Linked DNA regions of Danio rerio: region 2 is linked to region 1. Evidence: chromatin contacts called from public Micro-C data. All regions are on one chromosome and are shown on one strand. Each heading gives the region's core, a stretch centred on a gene start, on an enhancer-like site or on the middle of the called end of the contact. The rest is flanking DNA. Distances are from core to core; before and after follow the strand shown.

Region 1 (4,499 bases), core at 1,440-3,939:
AGTTCTCAACCACAACGACGCCTGCTGTCTCTGATACAAAACTGCCCATGAAATTAAAAAACAAAAGATTTAGACGTTAGTTTCAGTCTGTTAGTTTTATGGATATCTATTAGCTAGTGTGTTTCAAAACTGCCAACATTTGCATTTAGAAGATATAGAACTGATATAAACATCCAAAGCCTGCAGTTTGTTGCTTCGGCCTAACTGTGCATTCACACCGAAAGCGGCAAGAACGTCAAAGTAGCTGGAAGTCATTCATTTTCAATGGGAGCCGATGGCAATAAGCAGCGAGGAGCAGCGCGGTGCGCTTTCACTGGTGTGGGTGTCAAGGAGAGTTGTAATCAAGGCAACTTTATGGCAATGAACTATGATGTGGTTCGGCGGCAAGCAATCAGAATGTTTAAGTCCACCACTTGAGAGGTTTCCAGAAAACACAGTCCTGTGAACTTAAGACCGCAGTTTTTACCCAATGGGTTGATTATTGCGGTCGCCGTATTTCCAACTATTTACGATGTTTCTCCAGGGACATACAATAAAATACAGTAACTGGCAAGTTACTGATGTGCATTAATGATATAAATATGTTTTATTTCTTTAAAAATAAATTGGTAATCTCGTGCTAGCTATAACGATTTCAGAACATTTCAGACAGAAGGACACATATTGGATAAGTAAAGCAAAGCCATACCACACGCATCAACTTAATCTTGCATTGTTAAATAAATTTGAGAAAAAACGTGCAACATTTTCACGCTAGAAAGCATGTTTTATGTGGGAATGTAACTGATTTACTATCTGGTATGCTGCAACTGCTCCTTTAAATACGAGATTAATATATCAAATTTTGACGCTCTCACTGCCGGAGCTGTTGTCGTCACAGCGGTTAGAGCAAACTTTAATGCTCTCGCCACCTTCGATGTGAATGCAGTTTGTAAAATATCCAAAAATTCTTAGATCAGGTAAAGATTTTGTTTTGTTTTTAACTTCGGAAGAAATAAGAGTTTAGAGGCAAGAACATAAGCAAAAAACAAGCAAAGTTATCTGCCAAAAGAACTTCTCTTTTCTTGCATAAATCATAAAAATTCTGTATAGAGTAATTTAATACAATACTTTAACTCCTGTTCAACTATAATCCAGACTCAACATTGCATGTCTTACGATGTGACAATTGTAAATGCACACATTTCGATATCGATGCTGAAACAATATATTGTGCAGCCCTGTTGTAATATGTGCTTATACTGTTTAAAATACTGGGTGACTTGTCATAACCATAATAAACAGAGAAGAGGAGCTCCAGTGACAATGCTTTATCACAAGAAGCATGCAGTTTTATTTATTAAAGACAGTCACTTTTGCTTCTAGAGGGAGTGTATTTACAACAAACAAAGACGTATTTTGATGACGCCATGAACTTGTGGAATCACGGGGTATTCAATCCATCCTAAAGGATTCCTGGAGAAATGATGTTCATGGATGAGCTAAAGTATTCCTGTGGTTTCACTGATAACATGCAGTTTTATCATACTAAACACATTTCAGACTTCTGTCTGCTTTGTGCAGTCTAATAAAACACCTCATATTAAAGTATCGAGGGTGTATGACATCATTAGTCTGACAACAATGGACACGATCCATCCATGTCATTAGTTAAAACTGCTTATATCTTTGGATTTGAACATTCTTCAAGCCAAAAAAAAAGTGATTTTTGTATATTTTAATGAAAAACACCTTACATATCTGTGCTTTCATACCACTAGAGCTGCAAAACATACAAAAATTAAGTTACTGAAAAATAAAGATGCTAAATGAACAAATTATAGCAGTTAATAAGATTTCAGCCTACAGTGAATATCGATTTCAGTTGGCTTTTAGCTAATATCTTATCTGTTTATTTAAAATAATTTACAAGTCATCTTGTGGGTGTGTGCTGGTGCCCCCTGGTTGAGAAACACTGACTTAAATTCAGATGATTTTCTTTTCTGCAAGTAACACATACTGTATGTACATATGCACATGAAGACACGCGTTTTGTTCTGTGTTCACACAGTCACAAAGGTTTCGCTCAACATAAACGTGTGTAAATGATGACAATTCTCTTTCTTAGGATGAACTGTCACTTTAAGATGATCTAAAGATAGGTTTACCTCATCTTCCTGAATTTTTGTATGTGCAACAGGCAAAATCTGTAAACACAAAAAGCAGGCAGTTCTTAAAATTCATTATCATACATGTAACGTTACTTCATAGGAAAAGCTTTTGAATGGAGCTCAAAAACAAGTGAGTCATGGGGAATAACAAGGAATTGTCATTATGCGCCCTGTCACGTGGACGACAGTTTACGTATATTATAAATAAGTAAGATGTCCCAGAGGCTGAGTGTGAGTTTTCCTCACCATGACAGTGGCGATGATGGAGATGAGGGCATCACTGTAGGCGAGCAGGCGGTGTGAGGACTGAGTGCTGCTGTGTCCCTCCTTCACCGACGACGCCACGCTCTCCAGAAACGACTGCGCGTGAGTCCGCGGCGGCCGTCTCTTCTCCATCTCTTCGTCGTCATGATGCTCAATTATCTCGCTTTCGTCGTTCTCCCCCATGGCCGCAGTTGAGAGTGCTGTCTGTCAGTGGACGGAGCAGGCATGAACACACGGTAGTTTTGTTTGCAAACAACGACGACGTAGTGTCAGCTGACCGGAAGTTAGCGATGTCTGATTCTTAAGCGAATCATTCATTTGAGTCGAATCTTTTGAATGCATTAGCTGAACTGATTCGTCGACCTGAAATGACTTTTTGTTAAAACGTTTTTAATGCACATAACATAGTAAGTGTTGTTTAAAAGGACAAACTGAAATGAACTTCTATCTGATGGATATTTAGGATGGATTGAGTAATTATTTTCGTAATAAAAATGATGCTTTTGCGTGAGTGATTTGTCAGACAGACCTTTTAAGCTACTAACAGCCAAATATAATGAAAAAAAATATATGTATGTATTAGCAAAATCGTGGATAAAAACAAGCTGATGATCCAGGCGTAGAAGAGACGTACGTAAAAGCATCACTGAATCTTCAAACAAATCAGTACAATCTTTATTTCTTAATGGAATTGTATCAGTTCCAAATGTTACTTTTATTGGAATTCTTTAGTTTCTGATATTGATTGGAGGAAAATATGGCTCATTCCAAATAGCTACTTCATAAGTTTCATTTGGAATTATTCACCGTACATACCAAAGACTGTGTAAAATAGGTACATACCCATTGAATACTTTAGCAAGATATAAAAAAGGAGATATTGAAAGTAATTATTCATTTTGTAAGCAACACCTAACAGTACCTAATTCACTTATTTTGGCAAGGCAGTTATTCTAAGTTGCTTAGGAAAGATTTTCCCTTTATTGTAATTGAGAATGTTGATAAAGATTTTTCCATATTAAGGGAAAATGTTTTGTTTGGTTTTGTTAATTATAAAACAAAAGCTTTACATAAATCTTCTTATCTTATTAACAAAATGTTACATACATATAATGTATGTATGTAACATTATATATTAATATAATATATTTAATTTAATTTAATTTAATTTAATTATAATTTTCAAACCAAAAACCTTTTTTAATATTTTGCTCACTGAAATGCAGTATTACTCTGAAACTATTTCTAACTCTTTTACAAAAAAGGCTTTAAAAACAACAGAAATTTGTAAAATATATAATCTTTTTCTTTTACCGTTTGTTTTGTTTTTTTGTTGTTTTCTTTTTGTCTTTCCATTTCTTTATAATGTACTGTGATTGTATATTTTTACTTGTTGCATTAAAAAAAGCATCACTGAATCAGTTCTTTTCATTTCTTTGAAACAGACGGTTTTGCAAGTTCGGGCCTCCTACCACTGAGTGGATCAAATAAAGAAAGAACCGCCTCCCTCAAAATCTTAAGTCTTAGTTCAGATCAGATCTATTGTGCCAATTTAGTTATACATAAAATGTTTAATGCTTTAAGCATTAATTAAATGTGACATAAGTTTAAATAATTTAACAATTTCTTTGATTTTAACAGTAATATTAACCTACCTTTTTATAAGAAAAATAACTTTTTTTTTTAATTAAGACTTTTATTTAACAAGGATATTTAAATTGAACAAGTGACGATTAAGTCATTTATTAAAAAATTCCCCCTGTAAGTCTGTCCTCTCCAATATTGACTATTGTGACATAAATTCAAATAATTGCCCTTGTTTTGCCTTGTTATGTCATTGTGCATGCCCTGTAGATGTGTTACCTACACTTTCATAAACAAGCTAAAGGAAAAGTTCACCCAAAAACGAACATCACCCCATAAACATTCATATACTGTACTCTGAAGCTAGCTTGAGGATGAGTGCATTTTAAGGTAATGTTCATTATTGAGTGAACTATTCCTTTAAGCCGATTTTGTCAATATGGCATGAGAACGTTATTATAAAATAAGCAAATGTGATCAATGTCATGTGTTTTGTATCTG
Region 2 (4,499 bases), core at 1,193-3,692, 220 kb before region 1:
ATGCTGACACTTCCATGATTTTCGTTGAAAAACTAAATGCAACATCCCTATGACACTGGGGTACAACTTTATTCTGATATCATGTTGACATCTTGTGCCTGCTGGATGTTTAAGGCCATTTCGATCATCATACAGTAAACATCTGTCATCTTCTCATCAGTGACATGCATCTTAACATTCTCGGGGTCAATGCATGTAAAGATTCTGGACATCTTGGACATCTTGGAAAATATATATATATATTTTTATCAATATAATTGAACAATATGTTTATATATTTATAATAAGTTTAAAGTAAACATCAATTTATATATTATATATTTGAATTGCATTAATATATTTCTTTTGATAACCCTATTTTGAGGTAATTCATTATGAGGGGATTTACCTTCTATGTGAGATTTGATAGGAATCACAGGACTGATTTTTCTAATCCCCATAGACAAGAAAAAAAAAGTAGTGACTAAAGGTTGAAGAAAAGTAGTGAAGTAAAAGTAATGATAACTACACTAAAAATGTACTCAAGGGAAAATAAAAGTACACATTTTTAAAACTACATTTTTACTTACTAAATTACAATTCCTGAGAAAAAGTGCTCAATTATAGTAATTTGTGTATTTTTAATTACTTTACAACACTATGCATACCTTAAAACTTAAGAATGGACTTGGGAAAAAGAATGGATAAAGTGAGAAAGAAAGGATGAATTGCAGTGCAGACTCCAAACCAAGGCTTCTTGTCCAAATCCATAGTCAAAGACTGAATGACGCTCATTTCAGAGGCCATTTTAACTTAAGGTGAAATGACATCTGACTCACAGAATCCACTGGCACATCACACCACTTACAGTGACACTTCTGGTGGCCCACACAGTCTTTTTGGCTAGTGTCAGTGGACAGTGACCTGTGACACTGATACTTGTGAAGTGTGTTGATGCACTGTGACCACAATGTTGCTGAAAGTGTGCTGGTGCAGAACACTGTGTGAGGATATACTCCAGCAGTGACACCCAGTGGAGCTTTATGTAGATTGTGAACACACGGGCAGAACGATGTTAATCATCAGTAACGTCACCTTTTCTAAAACACCCTGGCTTTTAGACTTGTTGCTGGTAACAGTCTGGATGATCCTTACCTTCTTTGGTCCGGAGCACATGGAGTCCATTTCTCCACAAAAATAACTGAAATACTGATTCATCTGACCACAGTACATGTTTCCACTGTGTGATGGTCCAATGGTCAGATGCCTTCGAGCCCAAAGAAGTCGACAGTGCTTCTGCACACTGTTAACATAGGGCTTCCTTTTTGGCACAGCAGTTTGAACTTGCATTTTTTGTTGGAACTGTGTATTGTGGTGCTTGACAAAGGTTTGCCAAAGTTGTTCTGAGCCCATGTGGTGATATTGCTTATAGATGAATGATGATTCTTGATGCTGTACCACCTGAGGGATCAGAGATCATTGTTATTTAGCTTAGGCTTATACCATTGTCCTTTACGTACACTGAAATTCCTCCAGATTACTCAAATCTTTTAATTATGTTATGCACTGTTGAAGGTGAAATATCTCGCTTTCTGTGAGAACCATGCTTTTAAAAATTTCAATAATTTTCTCACGTATTTGTTGAAATACTGGTGATCCTCTGCCCATCTTTGCTCCTAAAGGACTGGACCTTTCTTGGATGCTGCTTTTGTACCAAATCATAATCACCTGTTGACATCACTTGTTTCAAATCACATCGTTAATTAACCAGTTTACCTGATTACTAGCCCTAATAGCTCCTGTCCCAACCTATTTGGAATGTGCTGCAGGTCTGATTGACAGGAAGGGATGTATATTTACAAATAAAATGAAGTTAACCTGACAAAATCATGAAATATTTGGTGTTCAAACAATCTCCAATGAAATTCAAACTAAATTTAGAAATGACTACTTTTTTTTTAGTTTGCGTTTTTCATACTGTCCCAACCTTTTCTGATTTGGAGATGTATATACATACAAGATAGAAAGAAAGAAAGTAAGAATATATATATATATATTTTTTTCTTTTTTCTTTTTTCTTATATATAATATTCTATAATATTCTATATAATATATAATATTATCTTATATATAATATAAGAAATAATATATATATATATATATATATATATATATATATATATATATATATATATATATATATATATATATATATATATATATACATACAGTATATATATATATATATATATATATATATATATATATATATATATATATATATATATATATATATATATATATATATATATATATATATATATATATATATATATATATATATATATTCTTTCTTTCTTTCCCTATGAGCTAAATAGGGACACGTCTATGTTTTTTTAATTCTTGCGATGAGTTGTCATCATGTCCCGCCTAAGTGAGCCAACGAGCCAATAATCAACAGGGCACGCTGCAGTTTGCGCATGCCGAAAAAGCAATAGGGAAGTTCATTCAGTGCATCTTGGCCATCTGGGCTTATTCTTGTATGTCATATGCAGGATATGTTTTAAGACGGTGCACTCTTTTACAACACTGATGTTCTGTTTTCGGTACGTTTAATTATATTTTGTATGTAGCTAAATCCACGATAAAATAATATAATCTTATGTAACACAATTCAATGTCGACTGTATCTCTGCTAGCTGTTTTGTTTACACTTAATCTTTATCGAAGACTTTACGATTCATTCCTGACGTTTTGAGAACGTTTTGATTGTAAAGTCATGCTGTAAACGTTTACAGAGCTAATTTGTTAGACGTTGCAGTACATAGATGTTGTGTTGGTTTGATATGTAGCTATTACTAACGTTACTTTAAAAATGCGATTCAGATTACCATATGAATTCAGATTCAGATAACTTATGAATGTGCGTATTTTAACATGCCTGGATAGACTGAAGTAGGCAAATATTCCAAGTGGTGCTCGCTGCAGAGCCATTTGAGGAGAGCTGAGCTCCAGCACCCTCTCCAATATTCAGACACAGGTTGTGTCATTCTTCTAGGGGGCGCATGTCGACAATAAAAACACATAACCTCTGTACAGTCATATTTCTGGAAATGTTTCCAAATCTGTGTCTGTCTTGTTATAGTAGTATGCTATTTTTGTATCTTTATTTTGGGTAAATAAAAGATATTTTGGGTAAATAAAGCTTTGGCAATATTGTATTTCTTACAGTTGTGTCAATAAAGGGATAAATGTATGTTGTATATTAAAATCCCTGTCCTCTTGCTACTTCAGGTGTCAGCGCTAATCACCACCAGCTGCAATAAAAACATGTAAGTATTTTAAGTTACTGCTACACTCAAAAATCATAAATAGTTTTAAAAGTAAAATAAAAACAAAAGTATTTATACATTATAAAGATGTTATTCAGATCAAAATATACAGTAAAGACATTTTTAATAAACATTTTTATATTCTGTTGTATATATTTAAAATAAATGCTGTACATTTGAACTCATTTGAACTGTTCAGTCATAAAAAAATAATTAAACAAAATTTAGGAGCACTGTTTTCAAGACTGATAATATTAAATGTTTTTAAATCAGCATATACGAGTGCTTTCTAGATGCTAAAAATTAAGCTTTGCCAATAAAGAATAAGTTGCAAAAAATTTTAAACATTCATTCATTTATTTTCTTTCATCTTTGTCCCTGATATATCTGAGGTTGCCACAGCAGAATGAATCATCAATGTTTTATGCAGTGGATGCCCTTTCAGCCACAACATTTTTAAACAGTCATTTCAAACTGTAATAATATTTGATATCATTATGTGTTTACTCTATTTTTGATCAAATACATTTTATTGAGCAAAGGAGATCAAAACTGTTGAGAACAAATTTCATACACAAAAGATGACATACATTTATTTTGAAAACTGATTGATTGTTTACATGCTTTTTACTGTCACACTTGACAGAAATCAATATAAAAATGATTGACATAATTTAAAATTCTGTAAATTATTAAAAAATGTTTTCCATGGACATCTTATTATTAAAAACTAATGTGTTATTATTATTATTTTTTACATTTTTGTACCAAAACACAAAACTCACTTATGTGTGACTGTGTTAAGCAGAGGTCAATAAAATGTTGTCCTTTGGTTTGAAGTGACAGACCACTTTTTGAAAAAGTCAACTGGAAAAATATTATTCTTAATTTTATATAAAATAAATAGCACTATGTAAAGATAAGTGTCTAATAATGAAGATAAATCTCCCACACTTTTTGAATATTAGGATTTGTTTTTCTTAAATATTGTAATTATGGTACAATTTTATAAACTTTGGAAAAAAGTAAAGTTAGTGACCCCTTATATTTTCTCAAACATCAGACATTTATTCAGAAACACTTCGATTTAAAAGAGTTTTTATTTATAATAATAATAATAATAATAATAATAATAATAATAATAATTATTATTATTATTATTTATTAATATTATTTATTTTTTTATAC

Evidence for each region. A called contact is a pair of places that touch in the nucleus more often than the background predicts.
Region 2: a contact with region 1 is called in a Micro-C map of caudal fin, with 2.7 times the contacts expected there. The contact joins the promoter of si:dkey-193c22.1 here to the promoter of tmem175 in region 1. A contact is called at or near these places in 5 of 18 Hi-C or Micro-C datasets (caudal fin, embryo, hematopoietic stem cells and 2 more) and 2 of 4 datasets of contacts at active chromatin or transcription factors (embryo and gastrula embryo).

Annotation. Positions count from the first base shown.
Region 1 is chr5:40,924,638-40,929,136 of GRCz12tu, reverse strand. It overlaps tmem175 (transmembrane protein 175), which reads right to left and starts at 2,689. Exons shown (of 10, transcript NM_001100075.1): 1 at 2,397-2,689; 2 at 2,148-2,186. The coding sequence starts at 2,597. LOC141385571 (a long non-coding RNA gene) reads right to left here. Exons shown (of 4, transcript XR_012406196.1): 4 at 3,767-4,499.
Region 2 is chr5:41,139,666-41,144,164 of GRCz12tu, reverse strand. si:dkey-193c22.1 reads left to right here and starts at 2,442. Exons shown (of 9, transcript NM_001100034.1): 1 at 2,442-2,585; 2 at 3,274-3,311. The coding sequence starts at 3,310.